Linked DNA regions of Hordeum vulgare: all the other regions are linked to region 3. Evidence: chromatin contacts called from public Hi-C data. All regions are on one chromosome and are shown on one strand. The core of a region is the stretch at or near the end of the contact, and the rest is flanking DNA. Distances in the headings are between cores, read along the strand shown.

Region 1 (3,904 bases), core at 1,086-3,585, 820 kb before region 3:
TTAATCGTCGTTTGATAACCGAAGTGGGAAAGAATGGTGGTGGCATATGGGATACCGACATACCACGAATATGCACGTATCTGTACCGGCTCCGTCCACAAAGATAAACATGTAAAGTGGCTTAGGAATTCGAAGTAAGATTGTGTTTAGCCACCACCTTAGATGCATGCTAGTGGGGATTCCAGGCACCTAGGAACACTTTAAGTCATTTGTCTTAAGTCCATTTACATTACTCGTTATCTATTTCAGTTGATTTATTTACCTTTACACTTGCAACTTTATTATTATTCTTACTACCGTTTTGGATCACTTATAATTTCTAGGCACATTATTTGTACCTTGCAAAGGACCAAAGATTGATTCATGTGCTCTATGTCGGATCGATACTCTTAATTCAAAACGGTTACAACTTAACCCTCTGCACTTGCAGGCCATCATTCGGTTGTACCGGTTTATGTAAATAAACCAGAACAATTGCATACCCGGTGTCCGATACCGCACCCAAGACTAGAGTGGAACTACCCTACTCGTTGTGGTTGGGCGGTACATGTGTCCGTACAACCGCGGGTATTTAGTCTCAGATGGCCACTAAGTGTGGAGCGGTACAACCGCTCCTGACCCTGATACTATTGCAGCGTCAAGTCAGCACTAGAACAAACGATGAACACCGCCCTGTATGACCCACATAACCGAAAGATTTACCCTTTTATTGATGCAAGGGGTGGTACATGGGCTGGAACAACCGCCTAGTAATGCTGGGGAAGTGATGAGTCCCAAGCGGTAGAATCACTATGAGCAGTGGTAGAACCGCTCAGCCACCACCTTAGTACCGCCTAACTCGAGGGAATCACACCTCGGGCAGTAGTTGTCCGGAAGAACCGGACATGCGGTACAACCGCCCACTCTAGCCGTACGATCGCTCGGAGCAGAATTTCTGCAGTAGGTTGAATGTGAGTCTCTCTCCTCAAACAAAAGGCAATATGATGGTACAATATGTTGCTATGTACGTGTTTAATTCACCTGTACCTTCTTATATAACCCTTTTAAATAGTATTGATTTTCTACGACCAAAAAGTTAAAATGCGTCAAAAATGCCATCTTCGCTCTTTTCAATAGCTTAGACATAAAGCTAGTCGCAAATTGCATTATGATCAACACTAAAATACCTAAGGCAGAAATTGCGCTATAGAAGACTGTGCGAACTAAATATTTAATATAGTCTATGTATGTATATAAAGACCAAATAGAAACGGTAAAATAAGTTCTTTTATGAAAACTAATAGCAAAAAAAAAATGTCTGTCTTCTCCTGTGTTGACCATAATTTGTCTTTTTTTGTGCGTTTTTTATTAACCCTACTTGCTTCGTACATAGCAAAAAAAAAAACCACTCCTGCTTATATCCGGTCGCGTCCGATAGAAATGCATGTTTTGGATGTCGTTTCCCCCTTATTCAACTTGTGGCCATTTTTTTAACAGAGTAGAGATACAATCGTTCGTATACACGTGCATACACTGACCTCTATAAACGCATATACGTACACCCTATTCCTATAAGCACCTACGAAAGACTAAACCGACATATCATTTTGAGATTTACGAAGTAACCGTAGACGCCTCGTCGTCGAAGGAAACATCTCCTTCCACTAAAAATGTATCATCGAAAATCCTGAAATAAATTCAGAAATAATGCAAACACGAAGACTTGACTCCTGATGGGTCGAACATATCCAGCTTTACTTACGTACGTAATTCATGCCACACAATCCCACACCTCACTATTTATTTACAAAGGGGCTTGTTAATTGTCTGCTCGCTAGCGTGTGGGCCTACTAATTCAAAGGCAAACCCCCATGTAACATAAGCAAAAGCTATTCGACCTCCTTTTATTAATTGGTATAGATAGATAGATAGATAGAGATGTAGAGATAAATAGATAAAGATAGGGATAGATATAGATATAGGTATGATTTGGAAAAAAAAAGATATAGATATAGCAGAAGCGACGCAAAAATCCTCTTTTTTTTAACTCAACGCCAAAATCCTTGTAGAGATAGATATAGATATATAAGTATGATTCAGAAAAGATATAGATATAGTGCGACCCAAAAATCTTTTTCGTGAGAGCCTACATGAATCTCCCGCAATCAACCAAACACACGGCATTACAATCGTGTATGTAAAAGGGAAGGGCAGAATACGATGGGAGGTGGAGACATGTACACATGTTGCTCGCACACAAATACACCCAAAGTCCAGGGTCAACAAGTCTGCCACATTTGGCTGCTTGTCACTTGGTTTCCCTCCCATCCCCCCCTCGTGCTTTAAAACGGCCAAACCCCGTTCCGCCGTAGCGCACACAAACACAACCTCCTTCCCCTCTCTCCACGTAGGCCAAGGGACGAAGCGAAGGGAACGGGCGACGTCGATGGCGGCAGCGAACGGCGGCCAGGGGTTTGAGGTGCCGGAACTGGACATCAAGTTCACCAAGCTCTTCATCAATGGCCAGTTCGTCGACGCAGCTTCAGGTACGCAGAGCTTCCTCTCCTTTTTTTCCCGCGGCGGTCGCGTAGGTGTGGACGAGTCCAGCAGCGCCGCGGCTGCCTCCGCCGGTCGTTGTCTTGGGGTAGAAAAGCGAAAAAATTCTTTCAGCGGCGCTCCGATTACCTCGCCGTCTTACCGGTCCCTCCGATCTGGAGCCCCAACTCCCCTGCATACCAGGGAATAGAGAGAGAGGGAGCGAGGGAGGCGGCAGCTCCGGAGCAGGGGAGGCCACCCGAGTAGAGGAGCGTGTGCGCGCCTGCACCATGGAGGACGGTCGGCGCTAGGGAGTGCATGCGAGCGCGTCCCGCTGCTCGTGGGAGGCGCGAGGCGCCGCCGCTGCTGAGTGCTACCTGCGTGAGACACTGAGGGATGAGAGCGAGGCCGCAGCAGCAGATGGCGATGGCGATGGCGGGATGGTGGTAGACGTGGAGCAGGGCGAGCGGGCGGCAAGCGGGGAGGATGGGCAGCGTGTGGCGGAGGCAGCTCGTAGCAGCGTGGATCTTGGATAGGCAAAACACGTGCGCCCAGCGGAGAGGACCCGACGCGGCAGCGCGAAGACGGCGGAGACCGAGAGCAGAGGGTGCCCGGAGGAGAAGCACCGGCGGCGAGGCCAGGCAGGCCAAGGGGCGGGGACATGACCAACTGCTGACAGTATGATCAACAAAGATTACGACAAATGGATGGATACCAGATTAATCTTGGGATAATCGACAGTGTCCAATCCGACGAGTATCTTTCGTCATGCGCACGCCGGCCCCATCGATGTGGCGAATATCTCTCGTCCGCCGGTCCTAGCTCGTCTTTGTTGCTTGCGCTGTCCTCGAGGTTTTCTTTTGTTGCTTGCGATGTCCTCGAGTCGATCGCTAACAGTTTTGTAACCTTGTTGCTGCTCTGATGGAAATTCTTGATGGTTACACGTACGGGCGTAACTCGAGCCATGTCACCACTTCTTTTTTATAGTGGGAATAAGACTAACTTCACCATCATATCATGGTAAGACCACTAACAAAAATTACGATGCCTCGCGCCCGAAGCATATCCGTGTGGGGCTCGCACACTTTGTCTCTCTCCTCCCACTGCTGGCTATAAGTCATCTTATAGCCTATCTTATAGCTAGCTTGTACAGTAGTTAGTTATAAAAGAGTACTACTTTTATCATATATGGTCTACATTTCATTCTTACAAAGTACCTAAAAGCATGTGCTAAAGCTAGCTCTTCACGAAGAGCCTGTTTTTCTTCTCTCTCATCTTCTCTCTCATTTAAAAAATATAGTATTTTAATCCTTACAGCCTGCCGATTGTACCTTATTGTACTTGCTCGTACATGAAAGCACTGCATTAGGATCACATAATACATGCTGCC
Region 2 (4,193 bases), core at 1,026-3,525, 860 kb before region 3:
AATAAACTACTCCCTCCGTCCCAAAATAAGTGTCTTAGGCTTAGTACAATTTTATACTAGAGCTAGTACAAAGTTAAGACAGTTATTTTGGGACGGAGGGAGTACATGAGAAGTAAAAACAAGTTTTTTACCGTCCATGAACTAGCATAATTGTCGACAATGTCCCACAAGTAAGCATAGTGCACAGTCCAAGAGGCCATGATAAGATTAGAAGATAAATCAGTGCTCCTATACCCTGAGACAAAGTAACATCATGAAAAATGAGCTTTTCAAGCTACCGGTGAGTATTGTATACTTCGATACTAAACAACCTTTTCACCTGAAGCAAATTGCGCGAAATCAAATTAAGATCATTGCCAATAACTCTAGACACTTGCTGGCAGTCAGAACCAAGCCTACTTGTCAAATCACCGACAGTTTCTTCATCGAAAAAAGCAATATCCTGGCACAATATACAATGGAGTTAAGAACATTTGCAGCAATTCCAACCAAAGGTATCATTTGCACTAGTTCTTCAGGCAACCCAAATATTGTTCCCTTCTGTTTTTACCTGAGAAAGGATGGAATCAAATAGCATTTCTCTCATTCGTTTAACCTAAGAAAAATAGTTGAGATAATGATTGTAAGAGCCTGATCAAACCAAAAGGCAACCTGGAAGGAATAGACTTGTTAAATTACATAAAATCTAACATGGTTTTACCAATATCATGTTGGCAATACCAAAACAGCAGCTTCGCACGCCACTGCAAAAGGGGGAGACGAGCTAAATAAGCAACCGAAATATAACTAACAAAACTATGCTGAAGGCAAACCATTTTAGTTCTGTGCATATTATCTCACAAAACTCCTTGTTTTCATGTTTGCAAACTTGCCTGTGCATGTGCAATTGGCTATAATGTACATTGCAGAAATTTAAGTTTTTGTTTCACAGCGATAGTACCGATACAATGTCGAAATTTAAGTTTGCATTTCACAGAGATCCTACTAATACTACCGTTGATCCAACTGGAAACATCTCAGCTTTCAAGCTCATCACAGTTAGAAACATTTCCTCAATCCTAGATTGTCCATTACCGGCACATTTCGAGTTTCTTTCGCATCATCAGCTATTTCACGGTGATCCTACTAATGTGAAGTGTGGGCACACGTCCAAGAGGTCTATTTCACCCCAGATGCGATGATAACAGATAGTCGCATGGGCATGGTTTGTATAGTGATAGAAGAGTTTGAAGGAAGAAATGAACTGACCTGAACACTCCGGAAATCAAACAGAGAACAACCAGGAGCTTGGCGTTCCGGTAGAAGACGGCGCCTCCATTCTGCGCGGAGAAGATGGAGGCCGCGAGCAGATGGGGGATAGCGATCTCCGAGAGCTGCAACCACAACCACGACCACACAGCAGTCAGCGCCACACCAACCAACGAAAGCTTATCCGAACCGCGCGTGCGGAGGCAATCCGCATTACCGCGGCGCAGACGAGGGAGGCGAAGCCGGCGAAGATGACCCAGCGGTCGGCGGCGACGAGGGCCCACATCCGCCGGAGCGCGGAGGCGGCCGTGGCCCCGCTGGCCTCGGCGCGGCCGGCCCCGCCGGCCTCGTCGTCCTCGAGGCGCCACCAGCTGCCCCCCGGGAGCACGTTCCGGAGCCGGCCGATGAACTCGCCGGCGTCGAGGCGGCGCCTCCCGAGCCCGCCGAACTCGCCGTTGACGGTCGCCGCCGCCCGGATCCTCGCCGCCCGCAGCCGGAGCCTGGGCGGGGCCCGCGCGCGTGGCCGCCAGGGCGCCAGGCCCAGCGACAGCCCCGCGGGCGCCGCGAGGAGCAGCGCGGCCGGAGCCGGCGGCATTTCTCCCTCCCTCCCCCCCTCGCACGCGCGCGCGCGATCCGATTCGGAGCCCGGCCCCGCGCGGTGATACGAACAGGACGAGCGTGGCCTCGCCGGAGCTGCGGGACGGGCGGGTGCGGGTGGTGTTGGGGCTTCCGTGCGCGGCGCAGCGTCTACCACCGGTCCACCGCCCGCTCGCCGGCTATTCTGCGTTTCTTTCTCTTTTTAAAAATCCCTTTTTTATCTCCCCCGTTTCTTCCTGCCCCTTTCGTTTTTTGCGTTGGCCGGGGAAGTGATCCGTGTTGCTGCGGTGTGGCCGTGGAAATTCCCGACTTGTTTTTTTTCCCAAAGCTTCCGGCCGACTTCTCATCAGAATTTCTGGTGGAGAGCAATCGGGTTTGGATTGGGAAAACAGCAGCTGTTGACTTGTTTCTCTTCCTTCCGGCCCGGCCGTGGAGTCTCAGAAACTCGTGCGCTATGCACTCAAATCTATGCGCAGTGCAAGCAACCGGAAGTGGAACTATCCCACCTACGCGGAAACGTATGGGCTTCTTTTTGTTCTTGGATGGATGAGCGCAGTGAGGCACCAGGTACGTACGCGATAAGGTTACATCTGGCCTGGGTATGGTTGGGCGATAAGCTACCTACAGGAGCTACGTCTCGCTTACTGCAAAATGCATCACAAGTTGGCCTTTTGCGCGACCACAGCGAGCCAGCCTCTGCATGGTTTCTTCTTCTTTCTTCTCTGTGTTCTTATATTTTGGCGTTCGCCATCTGCATGTTTTTTTTCATGGTTTTATTTACTCTAGATCTTTATCCTTTTTCTTTCTTTGTTTTTACTGATTTTCTTTCATTTTCCTTCTCCGTTATCCTTTGAAACTCAAGCCTATTTTTTCATGCACGCTGTACATTTTGCGTGTACATAAGGGACAGTTCTGTACGCGTTTAACCATATTTAGATACATGATTTCTTCAGATATAAGTTATGATGTACTCCCTCCGTTCCTAAATATAAGTCTTTTAAGCGATTTCACTAAATGTTTACATACGAAGCAAAATGATTGAATGTATACTCTAAAGTATGTCTATATACATCCGTATGTAGTTCAGTAGTAAAATCTCTACAAAGACTTATATTTAGGAACGGAGGGAGTATATCTTTTATACACATTGTGCTTTTTTAACATCTAAATCATTTTTATACATGTTTAACATTGTTCAAATATATGTTTTTTTTTCTCAATATATGTTAAACATTTTTCATATACACGTTGAAATATTTTTTCGAATGGTAGAGAACATGTTTCTTTAGTGATACAGAACATTTTTCTGAAACTATGTGAACATCCTTTGAACATTATATAAATATTTTCTAAAATTCATGAATATATTTTTGAAATTAATTAATCATTTTAATTTTTTTGTCATTTTTGTAACTCTTATAGGAACTTTCATATGTTTACATTGTATACGTTTTTCCAAAATATCATGTATGTTTGATGAAACTCGTGAACATTTTTGAAATGTCATGAACGTCTTATTTTGCATGATAATGATATTGTTTAAAATCATATTAACACAAACGTCATATTGTATTGAAAATTTTCAAAATCACACTAATTTTTCAAATTTAAGTACATTACCTTTTTTATAATAATTTGGAAAATATAAAGAGAAAAAAGAACGAACAAAAACTGATGTTCCTGCATGGTTATAGGCTGGCCCATTAGGACGTCCTTCAGGGCAGAGAGACAGAACAAGACAAGGCCTAGATAAGGGAAAATCCTATCTGCCGCATTCTACGGCAGATTGTCGACCTTTTCGCACACGAGGTTGCGAGCGAGCGACGGGGTTTGGGCCGACCCGTTAACACTTTCATGGATCCTGGTTTTGGAACCTTCTAGAGTTTTTCAGACGGTTTTTTCTTGTTTTGGGAACTTTCTAGAAGAATCCCTGAACCGGGTTTTTTTCCTGTTTTTTTCTGTTTCTGTTTCAAAAATGTTCCGAAATTTGAAAAAATGTTACGAAATTTGAAAACATGTTCCTGAATTTGAGAAAATGTTCTGGAATTTAATAAAATGTTCCCGAATTAGAGAAAATGTTCCGGAATTTGAAAAAATGTATCCGAATTTGAGAAAATGTTCCGGAATTTGAAAAATGTTCCCGAATTTGAGAAAATGTTCCGGAATTTGAAAAATGTTCCCGAATTAGAGAAAATGTTCCTGAATTTGAAAAAATGTATCCGAATTTGAGAAAATGTTCTGGAATTTGAAAAACTGTTACGGAATTTGAAAAAATGTTCCGACATTTGAAAAAATGTTATGGAATTTGAAAAAATATTCTGCAATTTTTTATCAAAATGTTTCGGATT
Region 3 (3,910 bases), core at 519-3,018:
TTCTGCAACTACTCCTAAGTTGCAGGAACAACATCCTGAAACAATAGAGTTGTTTCAGGAAACGGCTCGTCCCGCTCGGCCACGTGGCGAACAAAGGAGACGGTGGACGCGAAAAGCAAAATCCGTCGGTTGAAAGGTAACATTTCCCTTCAAAATAAGTGATTTAACTTTATACTAAAGTTATTTATTTATTTTGAAACAGCGAGTAGCAAATAACCAATATATCGGGCTAATTTAGTTGTCCATTGTAAGGACATAGTACTATTTGGCCCTTTCTTTAGTTAACATATACTGCTCCCTATGTTCCTAAATACTTGTTGTTGAGAAAAACTAGATTATTTATCTCCAACAATAAATATTATGGTATAGAGGAAGTACTATACATCCAAAATTATTTATATGAAAGCAAAACATAAAAATGAAAATAAATTATTAAAACTAGTCAAAACAACCACGAGTTAAATGATCATCGTTTTTACAATGTTCATCGATTTGCCATCAATTTTAAAGAACGGTTCACAAATTTGAAAAAAGTTTATCAATTTTGAAAATCATTTACCAATTTTTGAAAAGAGATCATCGAATAAAAAGTTTATCTATTTTGAAAAAGTTCACCAATTTTGAAAAAAAATTCGTCAAATTTGAAAAGAGTTCACCAATTCTGAAAATTAGTTCATGAATTTTGCAAAAAGTTCATTCCAGTTGAAAAAAGTTCACAAATTCCTGGCGCTATTTGTCGTCTTTCTTGCGGTAGTATTAGTTGAAGACGAGGTACGGACTGAGATGGATCTAGTCGTCGTCGGAGTTGCCCTCACCGTCATAGTCCTCCTTCTACTCCTTTGGGAGCAGTCCGGCCATTTCACGGGTTGTCCGATTCTGCTCTTGGATGAGGACGCGTGTGTCCCTCAGTTGCCGCTTCTTCACAATGCAGGCGCGGAATGACGACCCTTATCCTGTTCTTCCCGCGACGGGCACACGGGCCCGGTGGGACTCATACTCCGCGTGAACGGTGATGGGGAAGAAAAGTTTTGAAGCCTGTCAGGACTAGATGATCCAGTCCCAAAGAATTCGAGCATCCGTTGAACCGACGCTATGGGGTCGTGCGGGATATCCCGTCATTAGTCGGGCGCTGTCCTCTCGGAAGGGGCAGAGTGCAATGTAGACGCCCATTGCATTCTCCAACCCGCATGGGATGACACCCCGGTCGACGAATCCGGACTGGTCGGGGTCAGATCCGATGTTCGCCATGCCGTAGAAGGCCGAAGATCGTCGAAGGTGAGCTTGGATGATGGATGAGTGAAGTGAAGTGGTTAGTGTTTGGTCGGATGAGCGGATGAAGAATGGAGGAAAGTGACGAGGGTTTTATCTCACGAGTAAATGGGGAGGAATATATGTGGGCCTACAAGGCGTACCCCATTTCCGTTTCATATTTTTACACTATATGAAAGGCACCGGTCAGTCGGACGTTTGAGGTGTCCGTTTGGAACGACTTTTTTTTACGGGGTTTGAGCCGTCCGGGCGAGATGGGTTTGGGAGGCCCCTCAAAGTGCCAACTGCCAAAACAAAAGGAAAGAAGGCAGACAGCTGAGCCATGTTTGCCACGTGGTGGACGGCCGAGCCGAAACCGAACCCCAGCAGTCGCGGAGAAGAAACCACCAGCAAAAGCAGGCGTGCGACCGCGACGACGCAACAGCACCACTGCAGCAGCAGGCAGCAACCCGAGAAAAGAAAGTAAAAGGAAATGGTCCGACTCCACAGAGACCGGCCACGAGGGAGGGCAGCGGCAGCGGCACGAGCCACGCACCAAAAATAAGAAGGGGAAGGCGAGGCCGAGGCCCGAAAATTATTTCGGGGGCCGCCGGGGCGGAAGCACGAATCCCCCCGAATCCCTCCCCTCCCCGATCCCAATCCCGACCCCGACCCCGACCCCGTCGCCCGCCAGATCTCGCCCCTCGGGCCCGATCGCCATCGGCGGCGGCGGAGGCTGCTGCACCGGCCGGCCGCGGGCGGTTCCGGGAGATCTGGCCGAGATTCGGCTCGGGCTGCCGGGTTGGCGGGAGGAGCCGGGTGCCCATGGCGTCGGCGTCGGCCTCCACCGACGTCGCGTCCTCGCGCGAGGCGAGCCGCCAGGCCGGGAAGAAAGCGGTAGGTTCTTTGTTGTCGCCTGTTGCTTACGTTCCCGTCGGCCACGGGCAATTGCTTGACAATCAACACCATTTCGGCCCCCGCCGCGCCCGACGGAACAGGAGAAATTGGATGTGCTGCATTGCTTAGCAAGCTAGCATCACGATTCTAGTTCAAACAATCGTTTCAGCTCATCGCAGAGAAGCCAAATGGCACCAGATTCGGCTCCCACCATGCCGCCCTCATGCTGAAAGCCTGAAACCATGTATATTTAGCTATTTAGATTTAGAATTCTGCACGCCACCGATTTACCTTGAATGCCAATTCGGCACGGTTTTGAGTAGAGCTTGGCTCCAGAATGACACTGTCCTGTTTTCTGAACCAGCTGGAGGAGTTCCGTAAGAAGAAGAAGAAGGCTGCGAAGAAGGCCGCCACCACCGCTGTAGTAGACCAGGCAGCGCCTGTGGTTCCCAGCGTAGTGGAGACCCCCCTGCCAAATTCCAATAATGGTAACACCGGAGAGGGTTTGGTGTCTGATTTGGACTCAAGCACAACACCGAGCACATCATCTGCGCCGTCTGCTTCCTATGAGAATGGCCCGACCACTTCTTCCAGAGTCGCGGAATTTCTGTCGAATGGTCCTGTCGTTGCAGATGCATCAGCTAATGTTAGTACTGTTCCCCCCATTCAAGATGTCGTTGATGACGGAGGGAGTAAGTTCTATGGAAACTTGAGCTATTCAGATCTAGTTAATGGGCATCACGATGATTGGAGAGGGGATAGTGCCCGTAAAAGGGTAGATCCCAGTCCTGACAAGGATGTCCCTTTAACATCTAAATTAAGTGCATTTGGAAACACTGACAGTGGTTCCCAGTCTACCGAGGTCTTGTCAAAATGGGGAGGAAATTCTTCGTCGAGTCAAGTACATGGTATCGAACAATCCAGTTCATTTTCATCCGGCAACCTTTTTGGGAAGTCTGAAAGCACTTTCTCTCAGGATTACTCCCCAGAAAATGATATCTTCGGCCGCTTACAAGGTAAGGTTGAAGCTCTATTTTCATATTTGTTGGCTACAATGCCTGATGACTGCCTTGACTATGCAGATCTTTTAATCTTTGTTTCTCCCTTTCTGCAGCTACCTCCAAAGACTCTTCCCAAGCAGGGCACTCTGCATATACCAGCAACCGGGACTATGGCAGTATCTTTAGTAGTTCTAAGGTCGCTGATGGTTTAGATCATGATGCAGATATTGGAATGCTTCGGAATGCATCAGATTCCATATCTGCTAATTTTGATAAACAGGATCCTTTTCTGTCAACTGCTTATCCAACTGCATACAATCGATCTCGGCCATCTTTTCTTGACTCTATTGGGGTACAAAGAGCACTTCCAGCAGAAGCCCCATACATTGAACCTTCAAAAGCAAGCAATAAGCTATTCGGCAGTTCAAATCCCGAGAGTTCTTCTGTTCAGCAGCCAAACCAACAATCAACACAAAACAATGTCGTGGATAATTCTGTTATAGCAGGGAGACAAGAGTATAATAGTGAAAAGGGGCCATATGACAATTCCATACATCCTGATTCCTTGCCTTCCAAAGATGAAAAGGGTCTGCAGTATGGTAATCAAATGTTCCAAGATTTCACAAGTCATGAGAAAGATGACGGTTTTGCATCGCTAGAGCAGGTGATGAATGCCAACCACTATCTATTTATTAACTTTGTTTTCCTTGATATACAGAATTTTCAAATATGGACCAGCATTGGCGTAGCAAATTTTACAGCAG

What was found. Hi-C and Micro-C count contacts between places; a contact is called where the count stands out from the background.
Region 1: a contact with region 3 is called in a Hi-C map of seedling, with 3 times the contacts expected there. The contact joins the promoter of LOC123445171 here to the promoter of LOC123445173 in region 3. A contact is called at or near these places in 2 of 6 Hi-C or Micro-C datasets (leaf and seedling) and 1 of 1 datasets of contacts at active chromatin or transcription factors (embryo).
Region 2: a contact with region 3 is called in a Hi-C map of leaf, with 3 times the contacts expected there. The contact joins the promoter of LOC123445168 here to the promoter of LOC123445173 in region 3. A contact is called at or near these places in 2 of 6 Hi-C or Micro-C datasets (leaf and seedling).

Annotation. Positions count from the first base shown.
Region 1 is chr3H:568,456,252-568,460,155 of MorexV3_pseudomolecules_assembly, forward strand. LOC123445171 (aldehyde dehydrogenase family 2 member C4-like) reads left to right here and starts at 2,336. Exons shown (of 7, transcript XM_045122119.1): 1 at 2,336-2,525. The coding sequence starts at 2,426.
Region 2 is chr3H:568,411,170-568,415,362 of MorexV3_pseudomolecules_assembly, forward strand. LOC123445168 (ABC transporter B family member 26, chloroplastic) reads right to left here and starts at 2,276. Exons shown (of 18, transcript XM_045122117.1): 1 at 1,466-2,276; 2 at 1,249-1,373; 3 at 701-743; 4 at 551-595; 5 at 320-442; 6 at 132-235. The coding sequence starts at 1,843.
Region 3 is chr3H:569,274,511-569,278,420 of MorexV3_pseudomolecules_assembly, forward strand. LOC123445173 (protein BLISTER) reads left to right here and starts at 1,769. Exons shown (of 13, transcript XM_045122124.1): 1 at 1,769-2,145; 2 at 2,510-3,161; 3 at 3,260-3,810. The coding sequence starts at 2,074.